2 separate regions of the Zea mays genome follow, and region 1 is linked to region 2. A link is a contact called in public Hi-C data. All regions are on one chromosome and are shown on one strand. The core of a region is the stretch at or near the end of the contact, and the rest is flanking DNA. Distances in the headings are between cores, read along the strand shown. Region 1 overlaps LOC100216667. Region 2 has its middle 19 kb from the start of LOC111589267.

Region 1 (5,925 bases), core at 3,300-5,799, 550 kb before region 2:
TCGTTTTTTAGCCTAGCATCCCACCATGTGCATGCCTATTTTACAATGTTGGGAGGCAATGATGCCTTTCTCTTTAACCTGATGCATGTAAGCATGTTTGTTCCACGAAAGACACAAGTCCATTCATAACTCAAGGCAGAGAACCTCCACTCTGAAAAGTTTTCTATGTTTTCCTTCTCTTATTCTTTGGTTGTTTGGTGGCTCTGTTTATTTCTGTTCTAAATTAAATATAGGGTTGCAGTGAATCCTAATAGTTCCACGGAACTCAAGGTTGGGTAGTTTTCTATGTTTTCCTTCTCTCGTTCTTTGGTGGCTCTGTTTATTTCTGTTCTAAATTAAATAGAGTTGCACTGAATCCTAATAGTTCCACAGAACTACTGTGGTAATGCTTGTTAACTTGGGATGTGCTTCCTGTCCATCCTTGTTACAATGGAGGTTACAATGATGTCTTTCTCGTTAACCTGAGACATTTATTGCATGAAAGACACCTAATCCATTCATAATTCAAGACTGAGAACCTCCACTCACTAGTTTTCTGTGCTTTTCTTATTCTTCGGTCATTTGGTGATTCTATTTAGTTCTTTTAATTTCTTTTCTAAACTAAAAAGAGTTGAAATGAATTCTAATATTTACACATCACTCTGTAATGTTGTTTGTCTTGTTGACTTGATGTGCTTGCTGTTCATTCTTAATGTTGGAGGTTGCAATGATGTCTTTCTCGTTAACCTGAGACATTTATTGCATGAAAGACACCTAATCCATTCATAACTCAAGACTGAGAACCTCCACTCACTAGTTTTCTGTGTTTTTCTTATTCTTTGGTCATTTAGTGATTCTATTTGGTTCTGTTAATTTCTTTTCTAAACTAAAAAAAGAGTTGAAATGAATTCTAATATTTTCACATCACTCTGTATTCTGTAATGTTGTTTGTCTTGTTGACTTGATGTGCTTGCTATTTATTCTTAATGTTGGAGGTTGCAATGATGTCTTTCTCGTTAACCTTGAGACATTTATTGCATGAAAGTCACCTAATCCATTCATAACTCAAGACTGAGAACCTCCACTCACTAGTTTTCTGTGCTTTTCTAATTCTTTGGCCATTTAGTGATTCTATTTGGTTCTGTTAATTTCTTTTCTAAACTAAAAAAGAGTTGAAATGAATTATAATATTTTCACATCACTATGTAATGTTGTTTGTCTTGTTGACTTGATGTGCTTGCTATTCATTCTTAATGTTGGAGGTTGCAATGATGTCTTTCTCGTTAACCTGAGGCATTTATTGCATGGAAGACACCTAATCCATTCATAACTCAAGACTGAGAACCTCCACTCACTAGTTCTCTGTGCTTTTCTTATTCTTTGGTCATTTGATGATTCTAGTTAGTTCTGTTAATTTCTTTTCTATACTAAAAGAGTTGAAATGAATTTTAATATTTTCACATCACTCTGTAATGTTGTTTGTCTTGTTGACTTGATGTGCTTGCTATTCTTTCTTAATGTTCGAGGTTGCAATGATGTCTTTCTCGTTAACCTGGGATATTATTACATGAAGACCTAAATCCATTCATAACATAAGACTGAAAACTCTACTTTCAATGGTTTGATATGTTTCGTTCTTTATTTCTTTTCTTGTTCTGTTCTTTTTGGCCATTTTTATCCTCTGTCCTGATTTTTTGGGTTAAAAAATGTGATAGGATTGCATGTAAATCCTAATAGATGCCCATAACTTGGAGCCTTTAATTTATTTTATCAAAAACTGTTGTTAACCTGATATGCACATGCTACTGCGGAGCCAAGTCTCAATCCACCGTAGCTTTTGATTGTTAGATTTAGCATGAGACACTCAGGTGGTATTTGGTTCATCAAAGGTAACTGTAACAGTAATGGAATGAGATTGCAGCGTGAATCGTTCCAAAGCAACGATTACCTGATTTTGTTTGGTTGTTTTGGGAAACATGATCCAATCCCTTGCAGCAGCCAATTTTAGAGGAGCGACGGGCGTCATCAGATAGCGTCCGGTGAGGAGCGCTAACGTAGTTTCATGGGCCCGTATTGATTTACGGTGTGATGGACTTCAGCTCTATCCAACCAAAGCCCAACTAAGGGAATCTATTAGCGCCGTGAATTGATTATGGGCCAAAAGACCTGAACCAAACAACACCTTAGTTTGGCTGATGAGAGTGGAAGACATTCTGTGACCTCGTTAGTTTCTAGAGGAGCAGATTGGAACATACTACTACCTCTGTTCTCGAATATTTGTCGTCCGCTAGTTCATTTTTGAACTAAACCGCGACAAATAAAAAAACGGAGGGAGTAGCTACCTATACTCCCTTTGGTGTTTTACCGGGGAGACTAATTAGCTTGTTTTTGACTAATTAGCTTGTTTTTCTGCCTGTAGAGAACATTTGCATGTCCACAACAGTTTAATAACCTGCTATCTGTTGCAGATTGGCGAAAGGACTGCAACTATTCTGAAGCACCTCTTTCCTGTCCCAAAGCCAGATTCAAAGCGAATAATTACATTTGCTAACAGAGACGATTACATCTCTTTCAGGTACACATTTCACTATTTATGCCATGCAGTATTTTTTTGTGACTATAGACGTAGAGCACTAGTTGCTGATTTGCTTTTGCATTTCACGAGAAGACTGGCAGTTGCTGATATGCTCTTGCATTTCATGAGAAGACTGACAGTTCCTTTTCTTTTGCCACGCAAGGCATCATGTATATGAAAAACCAGGTGGCCCCAAATCGATTGACCTGAAGGAGGTCGGCCCCCGGTTCGAGTTGCGGCTGTACCAGGTGATATAATTTTTCCACGAACACACTGTTATGTGAAGTAATATTTGGTCAGTATTAACATATTGCTCTTCTCCACCAGATCAAACTAGGAACCGTGGAACAAAAGGAAGCGCAGAGCGAGTTTGTGCTGCGGCCCTACATCAATACTGCCAAGAAGCAAAAGACGCTTGGAGCGTGAGCTACACTGCAGTACAGAACTTAATTTTTTTTTGGTCTTCATCGTTTATGCTGTAGTAGCAACATTCACAGGGTGATTAGATCAATATCTGTCAATCTAATAGAAGCCGCAATGTACCCCTGACTCGAACCCAAGCTGGCTGACTTTTTTTTTTTTGTCACGGATGTGGGTTCCACATGTCAGTCCTTTGTGTCTTCTTTTCTCTTCCATTGGTGCGTTTCCTCTTAACACGTTATAGGACAGGCTTGCCGGTCTTTCGCGATGTGAGTGTGACGATGCCTGAAGCTCTTCAGCTCTATGCTGATTGCTGAGTTGTGCCTGTGCATAGACGTCAAGCACGGCGTAGTAGGTTAAGTAACATTTTAAAAAACGCAACACATGTTTTTTTTGTTGCTTGGCTCTCTTCCAAGAACGGGCTTCAGACTTATGAAAAAGAAGGTTGTCATGTGACCAGCAACGACCACGCACAACTCCCTCTTTTTTATTTGTCGCTGTTTGATTGAAAAATAAACTAGCAAACAAATATTCAAGAACGTCGCTGTTTAGTGAAAAATAAACTAGCAGACAAATATTTAAGAACGGAGTTAATACATGTCTTCTTCCTCATGTTCTTCAGGAACAAGATTTCAGCACTCTCGCTCTTTTATGCTACTGTCACTATTGGAAGAGAAGGAATGCTAGGATATTTAGAGACGACCTAGCATCGCTTCCTTGTACTACCTCTATTATTGAATATTTATCGTCCACTAGTTTATTTTTAAACTAAATCATGGTACATAAAAAAGAACGGAGGGAGTACCATGTTTGCCAGTAAAGTTGACGCTTGCCCATGGGCCCACCGACCCTCGCCCGGCAAGCAAACTAGGCTTGTTTGGCAACAATATTTTTTTAAAACCATGGTGCAATTGTCATGATAATTGTAGTTTCGACAGCTCCAAAAATATCATGTTTTTGAGAAACATTTTTATATACAACATTATAAACCATAATATTAGACAAAAACTAGCCATGTCATAAAAACTTTGGTTTGGAGTGAAGTTTACAATACTTCAAAATACTATGGTATCTAGAATAATATGGTTTTGAAAACATAGTTTTTAGAAATCCAACCAAACATCTCATGACATAAAATACTAATATATTATCCAAAACATGATATTATATAGAAACTGTAAAAATACTTCACATTCAAAACCCTTTGTTGCCGACCTTTGGTGTAGTACCCTGTCTTCCACTTAGCTCTCCCCTTTGTTTCCTCTCCCCTCCACCCCCTTAACTCTTCTCGATAAAACTTCGATGTACCTCACATTGTAACTGTCGCCCACACGACCTTCTGCAATGAAATTCAGGTGGGAATTTTCTCCCCCATGACAGTAAAAAAACGTAACACATTTAAATTCTGAAATATTCGTTCTATAAAATATATAATCTAGAAACTAGTATACTACTAAGCTCTTGTAATCATTTAGTTAATAAATCTGATATGCTATTAAGCTCTTCTGCTCTGTGGCCAGCCGCCAGCTCATTGTGCATACGAAAACACTTTTGCACTGTGATGAACGGCCCACACGACCACCACACTGCGCATCGGTAACCCAAGGGCCCCATCGAGGACTGTACGCCTCAAGCCATACAAAAGGGATGACCTGTTTCTCGTCGCCCTCGATCCAAACACCACTAAATAAGTTTTCATGCGAGTGAAAGACACGAGTAACAGTGTTTGGCATACGGGATCAGACTGTTACAAAATATTGTATATTGTATATGTGACCAATCCAAAAGATACGACAGATTCTCCTTAAGGGACATACCCCTTAGGATACACCCCTTCACATATATATAATCAGGACTTCCCTGCAATAATAAAGTGTGGCTATCATTTTCTCTCTACGTCTCTGTGTCTCGTTACCACTGAACTCTAACACGTTATCAGCACTGCTCGCGAGAACAAAGAGAAGTTGCTGTTGGGGAAAGAGAAGGAATCGCTCGCAGAAGTTAAGAAACAAGATGTGCAGGATATAAAATTACATCGGGACACAGTAAAGTAAGCACTGATCTGATGTAATTTTCTTCAATTTCATCATGATCTTAACTTTATGGCATATGCAACGATGGCACCGTGTGCCATGGCAGCAGCCAACAAGCCCTGCGACAACATCGGATCGGGTCCTACCTAGTCCGCAATACGTTCGTCGCTCGACAGGGTTGCTTCGTGACCGTGGCAAGGACCTTCAACAGTGATCGCTGCGCCCGCGCAGGGGCCACGCTACCGCCACGTCGGTTCGAGCACTGGGGCTGAGACCGCACCGGTGCTCCGCCTGGTTGGAGGCGCCGTGCCGAGGCCACGTGCCCGCGCTGTGGTCATGTGCCGCATCCGCGCCGGGCCACGCGGGGGGTTGCCGCACCGCCGGGACCACGCCCCCGCGCGCGCCGCTAGGGGCATGCTCGTCTGAGCCGCCGGGGCCGGGGGCACGCCCGCGCGTGCCGCGGGGTGCCACGCTCCGCGCGCGTCGGGGCCGGGTGCCGCGCCCCCGAACTGCTCGCGCGCGCCGCCGGGGGGGGGGGGGGTCCTCGCCCGTGTGCGCTGGGGAACGCGCGCCGGAGCCGCGAGGGCCGCGCACCGCGCGACTACGCGCTGGGGGGCCGTGCCACGTGCCACCGTGGGGGCCGCACCCCCCGACCCGCCGGGGGCCCGCGTGCTGCCGTGCGTCGAGGACGGGGCTGCCACGCGCTAGTGGGCCTCACCCTGACCGGCGGGGCGCCACAACGCCTTGGCCGGGGGAGACCGCGCCGCCAGGGGCCACCAGCGCCTAGGCCGCCGTGGCAAGGCAGCCGTTGCCGGAGCTGCGCGCCCGCGGAGCCGCGCGCGTGGGGCTACGTCGTCGCGCCCGCTTCGTGCACCGTCGTCGAGGCCGGAGCCGGGGCAGCGCGCGCGCTGGTCAGGC
Region 2 (6,600 bases), core at 2,167-4,666:
CGCAGCGCGCGCAGATGTCAGGCGAGCCCATGCTGGCACACCGGACAGCAAACAGTACCTGTCCGGTGTGCACCGGACACCCAGGCGGGCCCACATGTCGGAAGCTCCAACGGTCAGAATCCAACGGCAGTGATGACGTGGCAGGGGGCACCGGACTGTCCGGTGTGCACCGGACTGTCCGGTGCGCCATCGAGCAGACAGCCTCCCAACGGCCACTTTTGGTGGTTGGGGCTATAAATACCCCAACCACCCCACCATTCATTGCATCCAAGTTTTCCACTTCCCAACTACTACAAGAGCTCTAGCATTCAATTCTAGACACACCAAAGAGATCAAATCCTCTCCAATTCCACACAAAGCCCTAGCGACTAGTGAGAGTGATTTGCCGTGTTCATTTGAGCTCTTGCGCTTGGATTGCTTCTTTTCTTTCTCACTTGTTCTTGTGATCAATACTCCATTGTAATCAAGGCAAGAGTCACCAATTGTGTGGTGGCCCTTGCGGGGAAGTTTTGTTCCCGGCTTTGATTTGAGAAGAGAAGCTCACTCGGTCCGAGGGACCGTTTGAGAGAGGGAAGGGTTGAAAGAGACCCGGCCTTTGTGGCCTCCTCAACGGGGAGTAGGTTTGAGAGAACCGAACCTCGGTAAAACAAATCCGTGTGTCACACTTCATTATTTGCTCGCGATTTGTTTTGCGCCCTCTCTCGCGGACTCATTTATATTTCTAACGCTAACCCGCCTTGTAGTTGTGTTTATATTTGTAAATTTCAGTTTCGCCCTATTCACCCCCCCTCTAGGCGACTATCAGAGCCCGAGTCGGTAGGCTTGTCATCCTTTGGATCATTGACGAAGGACTCCTTCTCCTTATCATTGACCACCATCCCCTTGCCCCTAGGATCCATCTCTTCGGGTGATTAGTCCCTTCTTTGAAGAGAACTCCTCTGATACCAATTGAGAGCACCTAGAGGGGGGTGAATAGGTGATCCTGTAAAACTTAAAACTTAGCACCACAAACTTGATTAAGAGTTAGACCAATGAAATCAAGTGAGTAGAGAGGAGAGCTCTTGTGAAGCACAATAAACACAATAAAGACAAGCACAAGAGACACGAGGATTTATCTCGTGGTTCGGCCAAGTACAAAACTTGCCTACTCCACGTTGTGGCGTCCCAACGGACGAGAGTTGCACTCAACTCTTCTCAAGTGATCCAATGATCAGCTTGAATACCACGGTGTTCTTCTTTACTTTGCTCTTTCCCGTTTGCGAGGAATCTCCACAACTTGGAGTCTCTCGCCCTTACAATAAGAATCACAATGAAGCACTAGAGTAAGGGAGGGAAGCAACACACTTAAATCCACAACAAATACGCACACACAAGACCAAGACTTGAGCTCAAAAGAGTATCACAAGGTTCTCACTAGAACGGAGCTCAAATCACTAAGAATGTCGAACAAGTGTGCAAGAATGAAGTGTGAATGATCAACAATGCTCAAAGGTTGCTTGATATTCTCCTCCATGCGCCTAGGGGTCCCTTTTATAGCCCCAAGGCAGCTAGGAGCCGTTGAGAGCATTTCAAGAAGGCAATTCTTGCCTTCTGTCGCCTGGCGCACCGGACAGTCCGGTGCACCACCGTACACTGTCCGGTGCGGATTTCTTTCCTTCTTTGGCGAAGCCGACCGTTGGTGCTTGGGAGCCGTTGGCGCACCGGACACTGTCCAGTGCACACCGGACAGTCCGGTGCTCCTTCTGACCGTTGGCTCTTGCCACGCGTCGCGCGCGGATTATGCGGTCGACCGTTGGCCCGGTCGACTGTTGGCTCACCGGACAGTCCGGTGCACCACCGGACAGTCCGGTGATTTATAGCCATACGCCGTTAATTGCTTCCCGAGAGTAGCCAGTTGACAGACGCCGGCCTGGTGCACCGGACACTGTCCGGTGCACCCAGACCGAGCTGTCTTTGGCTGATCAAAGCCATCTCTTTTCCAACTTGATTTCTTCTGTTTCCATCACTTAGACACAATACATTAGTCTCCAAAACAATGTACTAAGTCTTAGAAACATACCTTTTTACTTGATTTGCACTTTGTCCATCACTTTGCATAGATTAACACAAGTCCACTTGTGTTGGCACTCAATCACCAAAATACTTAGAAATGGCCCAAGGGCACATTTCCCTTTCAGTACCCCTAATTACTGTACCTGACAAAGGGTGTTCCTACGACTTATACAAATATATCTAGTTGCAATCCAACTAGTCTAAATCGCAGAACTTTGAACTTTTTACTCTCTCTAACTCATATTACTGTTTTTACTCAAACTAGCTCCAAAAGTGTGTTTTGTTGAATCCGAGTTGGAGGCGGCCGGCTGGCGCGGCAGCGACAAAGCGATGGAGGTCGCGGTGGCTGCCAGTGGTGCGCCGAAGAAGGATTTTGCCGAGAAGGCGAGGCTAGTTGTGGCTAGCTTACTGGCTCCTGCGCGGACGAAGATGGTGAGGAGCATGGGGCGCACGAGGGAGAGGGACGACACACTATTGGAGGGTGCGCGGGGAAGGAGAGGTAGGCTAGGCTGGAGCGAGAGGTGGAGAGGGAGAGGAAAGGGAAGGACCCTTAACGTATTTGGATAATTTTCGCGTATATGTGTTGACACGCGAGAGCGCCGCCATACGCGGAAACGCGGAGAGGGCCTTGAAATCCCCCGATTTTAATAGAGTATATGTAGATGTTCTGTTGGCCGCATTCACCAGCTGGGTGGAGAGGCCGAAACAATGTTCCTTTATCTAAAAATGTATATTATGGGTCCGTTTGGGAGGGCTTCACTTCAAGATTTTTGGGTTCGTTCTAGCTTCTTCTATACGAACATGTCTAGCTCTATGAGCTATAGCTTTGAAAAAAATCAAAACTAGAGGTCAGCTTCATAAAATTCACCAAGCTTCTCAAAGGGTGCCTCACAAACAGTGTTTTCATACATTCTCATTAAGTTGCACGAAAATTACCCACCATGCCACACAACTACACAACATATCGTTTTGGTTCTCTCGTGACAGCCCACTAATCTTCAAGGATAATCCAGGAAACTCACACAAATTAATTATATTATAGAATCTTGAGCCTATGTACAAGCAAGACACTTCTCAAACCTAGCTCAAAAATTTATTAAAGTTATTTTATAGTGAAGCTGTAAAACGGAAGGTGAAAATTTTAAAATAAAACACTTCCAAACATTATTCTTTAGTGCGCGAACTGTTGAGCGGGCAGGCCCATGCGCTTGCATGAGCGGAGCGGAGTTCAGTGCGCGAGAGCTGGCCCATGCGCGAGCTGCGGAACGGGCCGGTGAGCGAGCTGCGGAGGGACTGAGCGAGTCAGGGAAATTTTGGTGGTCGGCAACCTGCCTGTGCCTCAGTGCCTGGTCCGACATGGGCTGGTATTCTTGGGCCCTTGATGGACAGAATTAGTACGGCCTTTACGGGCTTGAATTGGTGGTGAGCTAAGAGGCCGAGAGGGGACCGATACGAAGAAAAGCAGTCCGCCGTTATTGACGGCGATCCTTCCCCATGTCGGCTAACCAATGCAAATAAAAATTTTCAATATTTCATAGTAGCCTCATTAGACCGTAGATCTCTATGGTATATCCAGACAATATGTAGGAACATAAACTGAAACATTCTGGAGCTACAAAGATAGTTATTAAATTGTTAGCACCACATAAAAGCACTCCCCCCTAGAGTAGCTATTAACACGAATAACAGAAACTCTGTTATAGTCATTTCTATACATTTAGGGTGCGTTTGGTTGCGGGACAACCAGGACAGGGACGCCTCCTGGCGTCCTCTCTCGTCCCTCCAATTTTGAGAGATAACTGGGGACAGTTCTGTCCCAACCCCTGACCCTGAAACAAACAATCTTATTTGAGGGATCGTCCCGTCCCATCCCGTCATGTCATTGCAATCAAACGCATAATGTACTCTTCGGACGTACAGACTAAATTACCTTATTCTCGTATGTAATAAGAGAATTCTCCAATGAGAATTAGGGATCAGATCTTCATTGTTATCTCTGTTCATCATACTGATGCAGTTGATATTGTTGAGAACCCATAATGAAGGGTTATGTGGGCAAATACCGAATATAGCTCTGAGGGCTATCGCGTCTCTAGATATAGAACATGTACTCCTCATATGGAACAGAGATCAAAAAGAGGCCAGAGGTCCAACCATATATCCAGTGTCTCGTGTGTTTCCTCTGTCGTGCTTATGGGAAGGGAGACGGGTTCTCTACAGCTTCTTGCGCCTCTACTGCTGACGGGAGGGAAGGGAGCGGATCTGGTGATCCGTGGTAACATAGTTCTCAACACGTTATCAGCATGCTCTACCTCGATGTTGCTGCGGACCCGATCTGCATCGACTCTCCACCACGCCGGCAGGTCCTCGGCCTAGCCGAACTGTCCTACGCGACAGGCTTCGATTCCCTTCGACGCAATCGAGTGGTATGGAATTTCAGATCTATAGTTCACGGTGCAAAAAGGCAACTTTGCTGGCGGCGCTCGCCAGCCGCTAGTCACACCTCGCATGGCCGCGTCATAAACTCTGCTCCCATGTCTCTGCGTCGTTGGCGTAAAATACCGTGGACAACGCGCAGGGCATAGAAATCACGCGCGCCGCCGAGGCTTCCGTAGCCGCGACTAGAAGATCGCTGCCGAGGCTTCCGTAGGGCAGACCGCATGCAACCTTGCGTGAAGCCTAAAAAAAGGATCTTGCAACCGAATGCATGGATGAGGAAAAGAAAAGGATCTTTACACTCACCCTGCTTCGCTCCGGTCTCGTCTTATTGACCGGGCCCTCGCCCTTTTTATCCCACCGGTCAAACAAGTGATGCAGCGCTCATCACACACCATCAATGCGCATGCAGAAATGTCGTTGCATGGATGAGGTCACAACCGTGTGGCGTGTGCATGCAGTGGCCATCGTGCATGCTCTGGTCAACAAAGGCCGAGAGAGCAGTTGAGCCTTGCATGTTTCTTGCGCAATTAGAGGTCGTGGTCAAAGCGGTTGCATGCGGCCACTGCAGCAATAGGATCCATGCTTAAGAAATAGAAAATGAAAAGGTGGATTTGGTGCATTGTGCGCGCAAAAACAGATACGTGGGAGCAGAGAAAGAAATAGAATCTTAATGTGATTTACAATTTCTCATAAATTGCGGTTGGATTTATACATGTTTTAATACATGTGCTATACTATTTTATTCTATTTTTCTGCTGAACATAACAAATAGAATAAAAACTTGTTTTATATTGCAGTTTCTACATCAATAATCATTTCCTGCAGTAAATAATACATGCTTAAGTATGGGAAAATATCTTTTGCACCTGATGTGCTTATGCGAATGCTTTAATTCTATTATCGTTTTTCTGCTTTATTTTTTATAATAAATAATTAGCAGAAAATAATTAAATTGCATGTGAAGGCTATGTTGCGTATTTTTAAACCGCTCTAAACATTTGTGGTGCGTTGAGTTTCTGATTCACGCCGAGCGATTAAATATTATAGAGGGTACTCGGACACACTGATCAAACTATGTTATTATCGGCTGAGTTATGTCATTAGCTGAATATTGACTGCGCCTTGGCAACACGACGCAATATTTGTGCCGTTCGAACTTGATTGCGTCATGTGATTGCTATGTCGCACTCTCGCTTAATCGGACCACTCCAGTTGAGTCAGACCATCATTGTCGAGCCGCATATTTTTTGCATGCCCCGTAGGCAATGTCTGTCTGCCGCGAGCCACAATTGCGCCTGTTGCGCACGTTGCATGGATTTATCGTGTACCCCAATTACCGAGCCATAATTGTGTCTGTTGCGCTTATTACAGAGGCTTACTATACTATCGTAGCCCTGATGGCCACACACGCGTTGACGCCAGATCCGCTAGAGCTTGTACTCGCATGGATTATGGTGGGTTGTTCAAGGTCCTGAAGTCACATTATGTGCAACCTTCGTAAACAATTTTGTTTTCACTCTATATTTTGTTTGATTGTGTTGTGTGGCATCGTATATTTATATATATCGCCAAGTGGCCATAACAACTATATTAAATCTGGGAAATTAAATCGAAATACAATGAAACACAGATAAGTTAAATCTCTGCTCTCTCCTCGTGCATAAAATTTTATCCGAAGTAACCTGAAGAAATTCAATACTAATGCATGAAAGCCTTTTTGGCACAGAAAACATCACAAATTGGGATTTTATTAGTAAGCAATAAGACCTTGTCAGATGAATAAATGCTAGAATCTCAGTCATACATTACTCAACCAGATGTTGGCACATTGCTATTTGTCGCTGAACGGCATGAAGCGAACTTTGAGATAAATGACTAGTACCTTAGCAACACGAAGTTGCGAGTACATCAAAAGGTAATTCTGAGATTTTTTCATAATGTTTGTGTGAAAACCATTGTGTGTTCTCGTCGAACCACTTTACTCGTCCTATCTAGGACTTCTATGCTTGTGTTGCATACATCTCTCAGAATTGTAAATACTTATAGTCATTGAATTGACTTGGGATAGTCCTTTGACTGGTATGGTATACACTATAAGCTAAATGGTAA

What was found. A called contact is a pair of places that touch in the nucleus more often than the background predicts.
Region 1: a Hi-C map of ear shows a contact between it and region 2, with 4 times the contacts expected there. The contact joins two enhancer-like sites. A contact is called at or near these places in 2 of 25 Hi-C or Micro-C datasets (ear and tassel).

Annotation. Positions count from the first base shown.
Region 1 is chr5:56,497,980-56,503,904 of Zm-B73-REFERENCE-NAM-5.0, reverse strand. LOC100216667 reads left to right here. Exons shown (of 9, transcript NM_001143076.2): 7 at 2,448-2,554; 8 at 2,718-2,802; 9 at 2,882-3,135. The coding sequence ends at 2,980. Among protein-coding and RNA genes, the nearest start is that of LOC100216667, 5.1 kb to the left of the region's middle. Within about 2 kb of position 4,549, at least 13 of the 20 cell types and tissues checked have an H3K27ac peak or open chromatin away from gene starts, as enhancers often do. A contact at or near this core is called in ear and tassel, where this site is marked.
Region 2 is chr5:55,945,002-55,951,601 of Zm-B73-REFERENCE-NAM-5.0, reverse strand. No RefSeq gene overlaps it. Among protein-coding and RNA genes, the nearest start is that of LOC111589267, 19 kb to the right of the region's middle. Within about 2 kb of position 3,416, at least 16 of the 20 cell types and tissues checked have an H3K27ac peak or open chromatin away from gene starts, as enhancers often do. A contact at or near this core is called in ear and tassel, where this site is marked.